Regions from separate parts of the Sus scrofa genome. Here regions 1, 3 and 4 are each linked to region 2. A link is a contact called in public Hi-C and targeted proximity ligation data. All regions are on one chromosome and are shown on one strand. The core of a region is the stretch at or near the end of the contact, and the rest is flanking DNA. Distances in the headings are between cores, read along the strand shown.

Evidence for each region. Hi-C and Micro-C count contacts between places; a contact is called where the count stands out from the background.
Region 1: a targeted proximity ligation map of skeletal muscle shows a contact between it and region 2, with 6 times the contacts expected there. A contact is called at or near these places in 2 of 5 promoter capture datasets (fetal liver and liver), 5 of 47 Hi-C or Micro-C datasets (alveolar macrophages, embryonic fibroblasts, fetal heart ventricle and 2 more) and 2 of 2 datasets of targeted methods (alveolar macrophages and skeletal muscle).
Region 3: a contact with region 2 is called in a Hi-C map of liver, with 4 times the contacts expected there. A contact is called at or near these places in 1 of 47 Hi-C or Micro-C datasets (liver) and 1 of 2 datasets of targeted methods (alveolar macrophages).
Region 4: a contact with region 2 is called in a Hi-C map of embryonic fibroblasts, with 8 times the contacts expected there. A contact is called at or near these places in 2 of 5 promoter capture datasets (fetal liver and liver), 11 of 47 Hi-C or Micro-C datasets (alveolar macrophages, blood, brain and 5 more) and 2 of 2 datasets of targeted methods (alveolar macrophages and skeletal muscle).

Annotation. Positions count from the first base shown.
Region 1 is chr4:15,060,958-15,063,657 of Sscrofa11.1, forward strand. All of the region lies in intron 3 of MTSS1 (metastasis suppressor protein 1), which reads left to right. Among named protein-coding and RNA genes, the nearest start is that of NDUFB9, 51 kb to the right of the region's middle.
Region 2 is chr4:14,931,900-14,934,599 of Sscrofa11.1, forward strand. MTSS1 (metastasis suppressor protein 1) reads left to right here and starts at 1,391. Exons shown (of 15, transcript XM_021088945.1): 1 at 1,391-2,039. The coding sequence starts at 1,968. It overlaps LOC106509968 (a long non-coding RNA gene), which reads left to right and starts at 2,048. Exons shown (of 2, transcript XR_002343109.1): 1 at 2,048-2,700.
Region 3 is chr4:14,698,347-14,701,046 of Sscrofa11.1, forward strand. It overlaps SQLE (squalene epoxidase), which reads right to left and starts at 1,367. Exons shown (of 11, transcript NM_001101026.1): 1 at 612-1,367. The coding sequence starts at 902.
Region 4 is chr4:14,764,564-14,767,263 of Sscrofa11.1, forward strand. No RefSeq gene overlaps it. Among named protein-coding and RNA genes, the nearest start is that of ZNF572, 43 kb to the left of the region's middle.

The DNA of each region.
Region 1 (2,700 bases), core at 179-2,678, 130 kb after region 2:
TTGTTTCTGCAAAATAAGTGTTTAGAAAGATAAGAACAAAGCGAGTGGCTTTCACAAATATGTATGTTGCAATCAAGTAAAATAACACTTTAAAAAAGGAAAAAATAAAAAAGATAAGGAAATGTGTGAATTTGCAGAACAGGAGAACCAGGTCCAAGAGAGCAGGCTCCGAGTGTGTTAATTTGGCTCACCCAGGTCATTGGAGACTCTGGTTTCTTCTGTGTTCTGTCCACAGGCTGGGCTGCATCCTGAGGCAGGGGTTCCCACGCCCATAAAGCTGGCTGACCGCAGCCACTGGGCAGCCTGCTTCCTGTTCACACTCTGTGGGGGTCCCTTTGGTGTGTTGATCTTAAGATCCAGGAACATTTTCACCAAAGGCCTCCCCAACAACCGTCTCACCATTTTTGTCTTCTCCCCAAACCAGCCACTGCCAAAGGGGATGGAGTCAGATCATTGCCCCAGATTAGGTATCTGGGGATGAATGAATGGACTCTGGGGAGGTGACCCCCGTGCTCCATGCACTCTCCAGATTAACAATTCCTACTCCTCTTTGGTCAGCAGAATAATGGCCCCCGCCACTGCCACCCCGACATCCATGTCCTCATCCCCAGAACCCGTGACTATCTTATTGTACACGACAGAAGGGGCTTTGCAGATAGGATTCGGCTAAGGATCTTGAGAGTATCTTGGATGATTAAAGTGGGTCCCTACAGCTCAAGAGTTCCAAGGAGGGAGTTCCCGGCGTGGCTCAGGGGGTTAAGAACCCGACATAGTGTCTGTGAGGATGTAAGTTCCATCCTTGGCTTCTTTGCTCAGTGGGTTAAGGATCCAGTGTTGCTGCAGCTATGGCGTAGGTCGCAGCTGTGGCTTGGATTCAGTCCTGGGCCCTTTTCCATATGCCACAGGTAGAGCCAAAACAAGAAAAAAAATTAATAAATAAACAAAAGACAAACCCAGCCCCTTATCCTGCCTCCTGGTATAGCCCGAACTGTTACCATTTCTCTCTGCAAAGGGACATTCAGTACGGGTGCTGGATACAGGAAAAACTGAAACAAGGAGAATCTCATCCTCACTCACAAGCTGCTAAGTACGTCTCAGTCATTTGATTCCATAAATATTCTCACGGTCAACTCGGGGCTCTTCCAGCTGTCTGCCCTGGCTTGGTCACTCCAGCTGGCTTCCTCGGAAACTTTTTCAGACCTGCTGTTTTTGTTTTTTTGTTTGTTTGTTTGTTTGCTTTTTAAAGTATTAGCAGGGGTCAGGAAGAGCAGAAGACACAGTGAAGCACACCCACAGATAGAGCTATTTTTAGGGGGGCCCCCAGTGGCCGAGATCAGCAGTAATTCCAGTGGGTTGGGTGGGCCCTGAGGTCTGTGGAGGATGTCGGCTGGCTGTCTCCTGTCCTCGTGCCACTTGGATGCAGACACAGCTGTTGGGAGGTTTTCTCCTCCTGTCGCCGGAAGGCCTGTGCTGCAGCGGCCCCGTGATGGAGCGCACGCAGCATGTGCCCCAACTGCTTGTTATCACTGTTCAGCTGTTTCTGGGAAGCCCTGGGCTTTCCTGGGGATGACAGATGACCAGGGGCAACCTAGGAAAGCATCTGGGAAGCCAGCAGAAATCATGGAGCAGAGAAATGGGGTCAGGGAGCCAGGCTGAGGGGATCTCCAGCGGTAGTTCTGTTTTGGGGAACCTGAGGCGTGGCTCACCATCTAAGCAGCTCTCCATCAGGCAGCTCTCTGTAGCCACCTAGCAAGGATCGGAGCCAATTCGATCATTCGAGGCTTAGGAGCCCAAACTGGTGAGCTGGACTGTGAAGCCCTAACACCTGTAAGGGTGTGTGGCTACGTTAACAGAGTGTCTGGGCTTTTGGCTCTGCCCTGTCCCACCTCGCTTTGTCTGTAGTGTCCCACGCTGAGTGGCTACACGCATGGGCTCTGGAGGTTCAGCCTGGGCTGGATTCCCGTTCACTAGCCGCGTGACCGTAGTCACATTACCGAGGGCGCTTTTCCTGTCGGTAAAATGGGGATGATGATAACACCGACGCGCTTGGGCGTGTCGTGCAGCTCAAATGGGTTCACGTGTGTAAAGCACGCATCCCAGGGCCCAGCACATGCTCCCCTGCACACAAACCACTCACTTCCTGGGACCCAGAACATCACTCTCCAGCGCTTTAGGTGACTGCGTGTGCTCTGCCATGGTGTGGCCGTGTCCTAGGCTTTATCACCCCCCCCCCGCGCCCCCCCCCAGAACAGGATGTTGTTTCCAGCTTTTTCCGCCGTAAACAGCATTTCTGTGACTGTCCTCATAGGTGTGAGGATTTGCTCTCACCCTTGATTGTTTCCTCCAGTAAAATTTCTAGGAGTCGAATTGCTGGGTCAAAGAGAGGGCTTGTTTTTAAAGGCATTTCTTAATAGAGGCTGCAAAATTTTCCTCCCGGAAAGTACTAGCTTATAGTCCTCCCACCCGTGAATAGTTTCCTTGCTTGCATGGCCAGGCGATTAACTTTTAATCAAATGAAGGCCCAGGACAAACGGGAGCTATTTCCCTGGGGATAAAGTGTTCCTGGTCCTTGCTTATAAGCAATAAACGCTTCACAACCTGAAGTGAGCCCAGAAGGCACGTTGCTGGTGTGAAAACAGCGCCCTCTACTGGTTTTCCCGGTGGAGCAGCGTGAGCTGCAGTAAAGAGATGGCCAGGTTC
Region 2 (2,700 bases), core at 141-2,640:
TTAAACTGGGGTTTGAACCCAGGAAATCTGGCTCTACAAGCAGCGATCCTGATTAGTATAATACCGTTAGCATTAAAATCATAATAATGAATATGATTAAGAGTCAACTATCTGTCAAGCACTGTTATTGACAAAGTGAAGATGAAACCTTATGCATCCAAATGACCTTGGAGACAGAAGCCAGTAGGTTGCCCAAGAGATCAGAATTCCAGAAGTAACACCCCTCATGATTTGGGGAAGAGGGGTGGAGAGGGGGGTTGTGGTTAAGAGTGGGGCAGAGTGGCCCAGGGGAAAATGATTTTCTGCAGCTGATCTGCAGCTCCATGCATTTCTTTGGCTCAAGCCGTTTTCAAAGCCAGCTTTTTCCTATTTCTGAGTCTGATATAAGTCTCTCCAGCATTTTGCACGTGGTTCCTCATTACCTTCCTTCCCACACACCTATTTTCTTTTTGTCCTGCTTTGTGCTTCAAACCCAGCTCAAAGCTCAAGGGTCAAGGGAACAGCCCAGACTCGGGGGCTTACGCTTGAAGGTCTTTCAAAAGCTTTTTATTTGATTCCCCTCCTCCTTGCCTAGTTGATATTGATCTAAATGAGGGATCTCTGTGCAGTTAGGCGGTGGAATTGGGTAAATGAACCACCAACCCCCAAATCAACCTGGGCCCACTTGTGCTTTTTCCAGGTTAAACCTCTCCACCAGGCTCATTGCAGTGACGCCAACACCCGATGTCTTCAGTGCGCCTGGAAAACAACGGTCCAAGGCACGAGCAGTCAGCAATCTCTATAAAGTAATGAAAATAGCACATGGAAGTTCTAACGCTATTTATTTTGCAATGTCAAATCAATCCACTTTCCCAGCGTCCGGCAACTTGATTGAACTGGGCATCCCGCTGCAGGATACGCCTCCGAACTCTCCTTAATTACATATTCGGCTGTTTGCAATCAAGACTTGGCGTAGCAGTTCTGATAACACAGAACGAACGGGCCTCTTCTCGGAAGCCTGCAGTAGCAGCGGCGGCAGCAGCAACGGCAGTTTTCCCGCCCTATCGAGCGCTCCCTAGATGCGAGGTACTGCGCTAAGCGTGCCAGCGTGCTTGTCCCCGAGGTCGGCGGCTGCACCCTCCGTGCCGGGCGCTTGCAGCCATTGTCGGGTGGGCGCCTAACCGCGTGCCGACACGCCCTCTCGGCTCCGCAACCAGCCGCCTAGGAGAAAGGGGGCTGCTCGGCGCAGGAGGCTCCCACAGGGGCGGAATCCTTCTCGCACCGCTAGCACGCTCACCCGCCAGCCGGCTCCTCTCCGAGGCCGGCGCCCCACGCGCCTCCCGGGCACGCGCTCCCAGCCCCGCCCGCGTGCGGCGGACGCACGGCCCCGAGAGCGCGCCCTCCCCGCGCCGGACGCACGGCCGCGAGCGCGCGTGCGCCCCTGCGAACGTCCCCGGGAGCCCAGCTGGAGCGAGCGCCCGGGCCCGGCGCGCAGGACTGAAAAGGAGGCGGCGGCCGTGGCTGCGAGCAACAGATCCCGGCGTCTCGAGCAGACCCGTTCTTGCAGCTGGGCGATTTTTTTTTTTTTTTAATTTCAAGAACGTTTGTTAAATTAGAAAATCTTGCATTTTTAAATGGCGCTGGCCCCGGGTCAGCGGGCGGTTTTCTCTTTTTCAAGATGGGCTTTGCTGTTTCTGCCGTGGGCACCAGTGGTGGCCTGATTGTCAGTCTTGTCCGGGCATTTTTAAGGCCAGGAGCAGAGCACTGCATGTAGGCGCCCTACAGAGCGGTTTGGCTTTTTAAATTATTTTATTATTTTGGGCAGAGAACAGTCGATCTCGGGCATTTCGTCCTCTTTGCACAAGAGGCTGCGAGTTGGAGGTGGGTCGCTCGGAGGGTGAAATTACTCCCGGGGTGAGCGATCCCCAGCTCCGCACACAGTCCAGGCGGCCCCGAGTGTGTGTCCTGTCCCTGCTGGCGCTGGGAAAATGGAGGCTGTGATTGAGAAGGAATGCAGCGCGCTCGGAGGCCTCTTCCAGACTATCATCAGCGACATGAAGGTAGGACGCCGGGGGCGCGGCTGCGGCGGCGGCGGCCGCCGTACAGTGACCTCGCTACCAGGCTTCGCCTCCGCCCCGGGCCAGCCGCCGGGCCCTTGCCTGCGCGGTGGCCGCCGGCCACCTGCGGGAGCGCTCCGGCCCGGATGTCACCTGCTCACCCGGGGCGCCGCTCCGGGCTAAGCTGGGTCACCTGGCGGGCGGCTTCTCTGGGGGTATCTGATGCCCTCTGCCCTGTCCCCCGCTCATTGTCCCAGGGGGCGGCACCATCTCGTTTCCCTGGGGGCCAAGGGCCCCGGCTCCAAGTTTTCTATTGTCTGTCGCTGGACGGAGTGTCTGCGACCCGCAGAGGCTAGATGCCTGGGCGGACACCTGATTCCCTGGGGTTCGGGGTGGAGGCGCCTGGCGTGGTAGTGGGGAGAGCGTGGGAGCTCTGCCCAGCGGTGGGAAGGAGCTCCCCGGCCCATGAGACTGAGAGGGCTCCCACGTTGGCTTTCAGATTCACCTGGAGGTGATCGGAGCAAATTAGGTATTAATTAGGCTCTTCCAAACCTGGTGAAGGTGTGCATACCTCCCCTCAGCCCTCCCCGGGGCGCGGAGCAGAAGTTCCGAAGCAGTCTTGCGGTGGGGGAGCTGAATGGGGGCTCTTCCTCTGGATGAGGAT
Region 3 (2,700 bases), core at 117-2,616, 230 kb before region 2:
GTTAGGGATCCGGCGTTGCTGTGAGCTGTGGTGTAGGTCGCAGGATCCCGCGTTGCGGTGGCTGTGGTGTAGGCTGGTGGCTACAGCTCTGATTAGACCCCTAGCCTGGGAACCTCCATATGCCGCTGGTGAAAAAAAAAAAAGACCGGCCTTTGATTTAGGAACTGGACTGAACTGCAAACATCAACTAGTCACTCACAATGCAATCCTTACCCAAGGATAATAAAACAAACTTTTTTCTTCTCCAATCACAGAAAGTGATTCTGCTCTAGAGATTCCAACATTTCCTTATCTAGGGATTTCCTAGGGATTCAAATATTTCCTTTCACCTCTCATAATCAAATCAACATCCATAATCAAATCGATTTCATTTAGCATGGGCTCCACCAACTGCTAAATGAAACAAAGGTTTTCAATCAAGCCAAAGAGCATCAAAGATGTCGCCAAGGAACAGTCAAGAGCTTAAAACCCAACTGTATATAAGAAATCACACCAGAGTATCTAACCGACTGCCTTTCGCCCTTTAAATTGCAATATTTACATTTGAGCGACCCCGATCCGGATTTTAACATTAGACCCTCACCCATTCGCCCACTCTGAATTCAACCTACCCTCCTAGACCCAAGCTGCTCTTTCTTTTCTGAACCAGTGGGGGATTTGGCCCAGAAGAAGCCAATTAAAGGCAAGGCTGACAGAATATCCGAGAAGACGGCGAACTGGGAGCCGCTCTGCTGGCGCCCGAGGAGGGCCCCATTCCGGTAGCGACAGCGGTAGGACAGCACCAGCCCCAGCGACAGGAATACCAGCACGCCCAGCAAGAGCTCCTTGTTGGCCAGAGAGACGAAGTCCCCGCATTTCTTATAAAAATAAGTGAAGGTGGCAATGCCGAGAAAGGTCCACATGGTTTAAAGGCTTCTTCGGTGACACCGGGTCAACGGTGAGATCCTCTTTTTTTTTTTTCCTGGTTAAAGTTTTGGTGCTTAGATGTTCTCCCCAAAATGTGTTGTCCAAAAAAAGCGCGGGGAACCGGCCAAAGTCCAATAAACACAGTCACAGGATTACAATTCAAATCAGACTAATTTACAAAATCATTAAAAAAGTAAAAAGTACTTGAAGAGGAGTAAGTTGTCCCGGATTTAAAAAGCTGTATTTAAAAATCAGCTGCTCCAACAGCTCCCGATCAGGCTCTCCTCTTTTAAGCAATCCGTGTGTTTACTTTTTTTTTTTCTTCTTTTTTTTGAGGAGGGAGGCGGGCCCTAGGGGTTACTGTGGATGAGGTCCTAAATTTTGACGGTGGCCTTTCGTGCTGTAAAATTGCTCTTCTCTCCCACCAGCAGCAGATGCCCTTTCAGAAGAGGAACAGGGTGACAAGTATCTTGCGCTGGGAAAAACGCGGCCGCGCCACCTCCGACAGCGACGGTCCAGCCTGGGCGGAAAGCGCGAGGGCTGCCGGCGGCGCGGAGTGAGTACCTCTCTTCCCTGGGACCGCCAAGCTCGGGGGAACCGCAGGTCTGCTTTCTCCCACCAAAGACGACCTCGGACTCGAGACTGCAGCTCCGGCGCTGGGAAGCGCAGCCCCCACCTCGAGACCTCCACCAGCCCCGGAACCTTCCAGCCGCCGAACGGCAGTTTCCAGAGCGCTCCCCTCAAAAGGCGGCGGCGGCCCCCCACGGCCTCCTCACCAGCATCCCTCGCGGACCGCAGCTGTCCTCCCAGCGCTGCGCCCCAGCGGTAACCAGAATAACCGCCTGGTGCCCTTGATGGTTACCGGACTCAGAGCGCCTTAGAGGCGGCTGGGCTCCGCCCTGGCTAGGGACCGGAGGGGGCCCCGCCCACCGTCACCGCCCATCGCTGTGGCCAGCCAATGAGGACGCGCACCTCGCGGTAGGCCGAGATGGCGCTATGCCGCGTTTGGCCAATCGCAGGCGGCACGGCCCCCGCTGTGATGCCGGACAGGCGCTAGAACTACGTTGCGTGGTGTGAGGTGGGAAGGCGTGCGAATGGATCCTGCTGTCCGAGTGGGAGGGTGGTAAGGTGCATGGCTGGCTCCGGAGGGAGTGGGAGTGGAGTAGGTTATACCCCGAGTCTCGTGGCCCCAGCCGCTGGGAGGTGGAGGTGGTTCCGAGGAAACCCCTGCCGGGAGGTCCGCCACCCTCTGTCTAAACATCTCCATTCATTCCGCGAGGTTTTGTGGACCGCTTACTACGTGCCAGCCCAGGTTTCACAGAGATGAAGTAGGCCAGCCTTTCTGTCCTGTGCCAGCTGTGTATAGGTGATGGTAGAAGGAGCTACAGGTGCGTGGATAAGATGACATTCAAGCTGAATCTGGAAGAAGGAGTAGGCGGGTGTTTGCCGGAGAAAGAAAGGAGAGGATGTGCCAGGTGTTCGCTTAAATCACCCCAAATTGTCAGGCATCTGTGAACGTGTTAATGTGCTAGGGCTAGAGGTCCACTGATGCATTAGCCTCTGTTCTCTCAAGATCAGAAATGGGGAGAGGGGTGCAGAGCAAAGAAGTAAACTAAACCGAGGTGTGTCATAAGTGCCCTGGGTAGGTATTTCCTGTCGTGACTCAGTGGAAACCAATCTAAGATCTGGCACCTGTAACTCTGATTTGACCCCTAGCCTGGGAACCTCCATATGCTGCATATGCTTGCCTCTGAGCAAGTTACATGAATTGCTCCAGGACAAGCATTCCAGAAG
Region 4 (2,700 bases), core at 123-2,622, 170 kb before region 2:
AATTGAGGTTGGACTGTGTGACGGACAGTCCATGGAGGGAGTGGTGACATGTGACTCTAGTGACCGGTAGCATAAGATTCAATCATAAAGGCATTTTCAGCTTCCTTTGTGGTCTCTTGGGTTGCTCACTCTGGGGGAAGCCAGCTGCCATGGCAGGAAGGCAGTGCAGCCCTGACAAATGTCCACAGGGACATGGAGGACCAGCTTGGCAGCAACTGTCAATAGAGTGAGCCACCTTGGAAATGGACCCTCCAGCTCTGTCAAGTCTTCACATGACTGTAACCCCCCTGGCAGCTGAGGTTCAACTTCATGAGAGACCCTGACCCAGAACTGCCCTACTGAGCCCTTCCCAAATTCCTGATCCATAAATACTGAGTTTTGGAATTCCCGTCATGGCACAGTGGAAACAAATCTGACCAGGAACTATGAGGTTGCAGGTTCGATCCCTGGCCTCACTCAGTGGGTTAAGGATCCAGCGTTGCCATGAGCTGCAGTGTAGGCCAGCAGCTGTAGCTCTGCTTAGATCCCTGGCTTGGGAACCTCCATATGCTGTAGGCGCAGTCCCAAAAAAGCAAAAAATAAAATAAAATGCTAAATTCTTGGTGTGATTTGTTATACAACAGTACGTAACTGATACAATCCTATAGTCATGGAGTTTACATTCTAGTGGAAGAGATTACATGAATAGAATTTATCTGTTCATTTATTCAGTATCACCTGATACTGGCAGGGTGGTGGTGGCTGGGATTACAGCCGCCACAAGACACTGGACAAAATCTTTGCTTTCCTAGGTTTATGATCTAGTAGAGAGAGCCACGAAAATAAGAAAATTCTGTAAAATATTAGGTCACCAGTACTAAGAATAAAAGAAAACCAAGCAGGTGAGGTGAAAGGGAGCACGGTGGGGCTGAGCAGCAGCTGGGTGCTTGTAACATCTTGGTGGAAGGAAGGCATGGCCATGGCCTTTACCTGGGATCACCACAGGCTGGAGGAAGGCCTAAGCCCACTTTCTCTCACTCTGGAAAATACCTTGGTGCCTACAGATCCAACCATGGGCTGGCACTATTCGCCCAATGCCTTCCACCTCAGCTGCTCTGATTGTTTATAAAAGGTGACCCCATGCCCATGAGCTGCTTGCTGTCCACTTCCCATTCTGCTATTCACTGAAAGAGATACTGTTCTTCAGACCAAGCTCACCACTCTGCCTCATCCATTCCCACCTCCCTGGAGCCTCCTGATACCCTTTCACCCCAACCTGCCCTTCTTTTCACGCACCACTAGGTGGAGGTATACTAACACTTACTGGGCGCTTCCCATCTGCCAAGCTCCGCCTTCCCTCCGCTTCTGCATGATTTCATCGCCTGCTCATGACGCTTTGTACACGTCCCATTATTTTCCTGAGGTTAAGGCCCGAGGTCATTCAGCTATTAGGTGGCAGAGTTGGAATTCAGTCCCACATCCCTTTGAATCCAGACTTCATTCTTTGGCCAAGATCACCCACTGAGCTGGAAGAGCTCAGAAGTCACCTCATTTATTCCTCTGCTTCTGCGCAGGGCTGAAGTTAGATTAGCTCCAAAAGATTATGAATAAGTATCTTAAATTAGTGCCAAAGAAGAGGGGAAAAAAAAAAAGAACCCTAATAGCTCATTACAAGCTATACTGGGATTTTCGAGTTTCATGTTCTTACTAATGCCTAACAGTCGACCCACTTGATAAACTTGTATTAAGTGCCAGCTATGTGTTAAGCCCTGTGTCATGACCGAGTTAGGCATGGGTTATCATGGAAATATAAAGAGGGATGATGGACAGACTGGCAAGTCAGGGCAGCCCCCAGGTGATGCTAAACAGAGCCCTGGCCATCTCGGGAATGCCAGGCAGCAGAGGGGGCCATGCAGACAGATGGAACAACATGTGCAAAGTCAGGGAGAGGGGACTGAGAAGGGCTCATTTCCGAAAATGGCTGGAGTTTACAGGAAGTGTTGGGGAGGCATGGGCAGTGGGATTAAGAGATGAGCAGGAGCCAGATCAGTGCCAAGGTAAGGAATCTGCTCTCTCTGAAAAATGGGGGGTGGGGTGTGTGTGCGATTTAAAACTTTGAGGTAAGGTACTGCTATAGTAGAAAAATTATTTCATTAGTGGTATGGATGATGAATGGGAAAGGCCAATTAGGGAGAATACTGCAATGGTTTAGGTGAGAAATGATGGCTAGAGGAGAGAGAGACAGAGGTGGAAGAGATGTAGGAGAGATTTACGAGTAGACTAGTTCAGACTTGGCAACTGCCTGGGCGTGGGGGTATGGAGAAGGCAGGCACAGAGACTGAGTCATCCAGGTTCCTGGTTTGGGCACGTGGGTGGTGCTGAGATGGGAATCAGGGGGAGGAGCAGGTTTAGGGAAAGATACTGACATCTTATTATCCCCAGGTTCCTTAGGGCAATCCTCGCTTCACATGAGGAAAGGAGACTCCAAAAGCTGAAATGATTGGCTTGTATTCACATGGCCGCCACAGTGTCAGAGGTGAGACTCCAACCTACGTCTTTCCATTCATGGAAAATATCAGTTCCCCACCCGAAGCAGATTTGCTTGGCAAGGAATGTGAGGAGAGCTTAGTAGAGCGTAATGTGTGGCAAAGCAAACATTTACCTGTGTTAACTTGCCATGTTTATATTTACTCATTCGACGGATTTATTGAGGGCCTATTG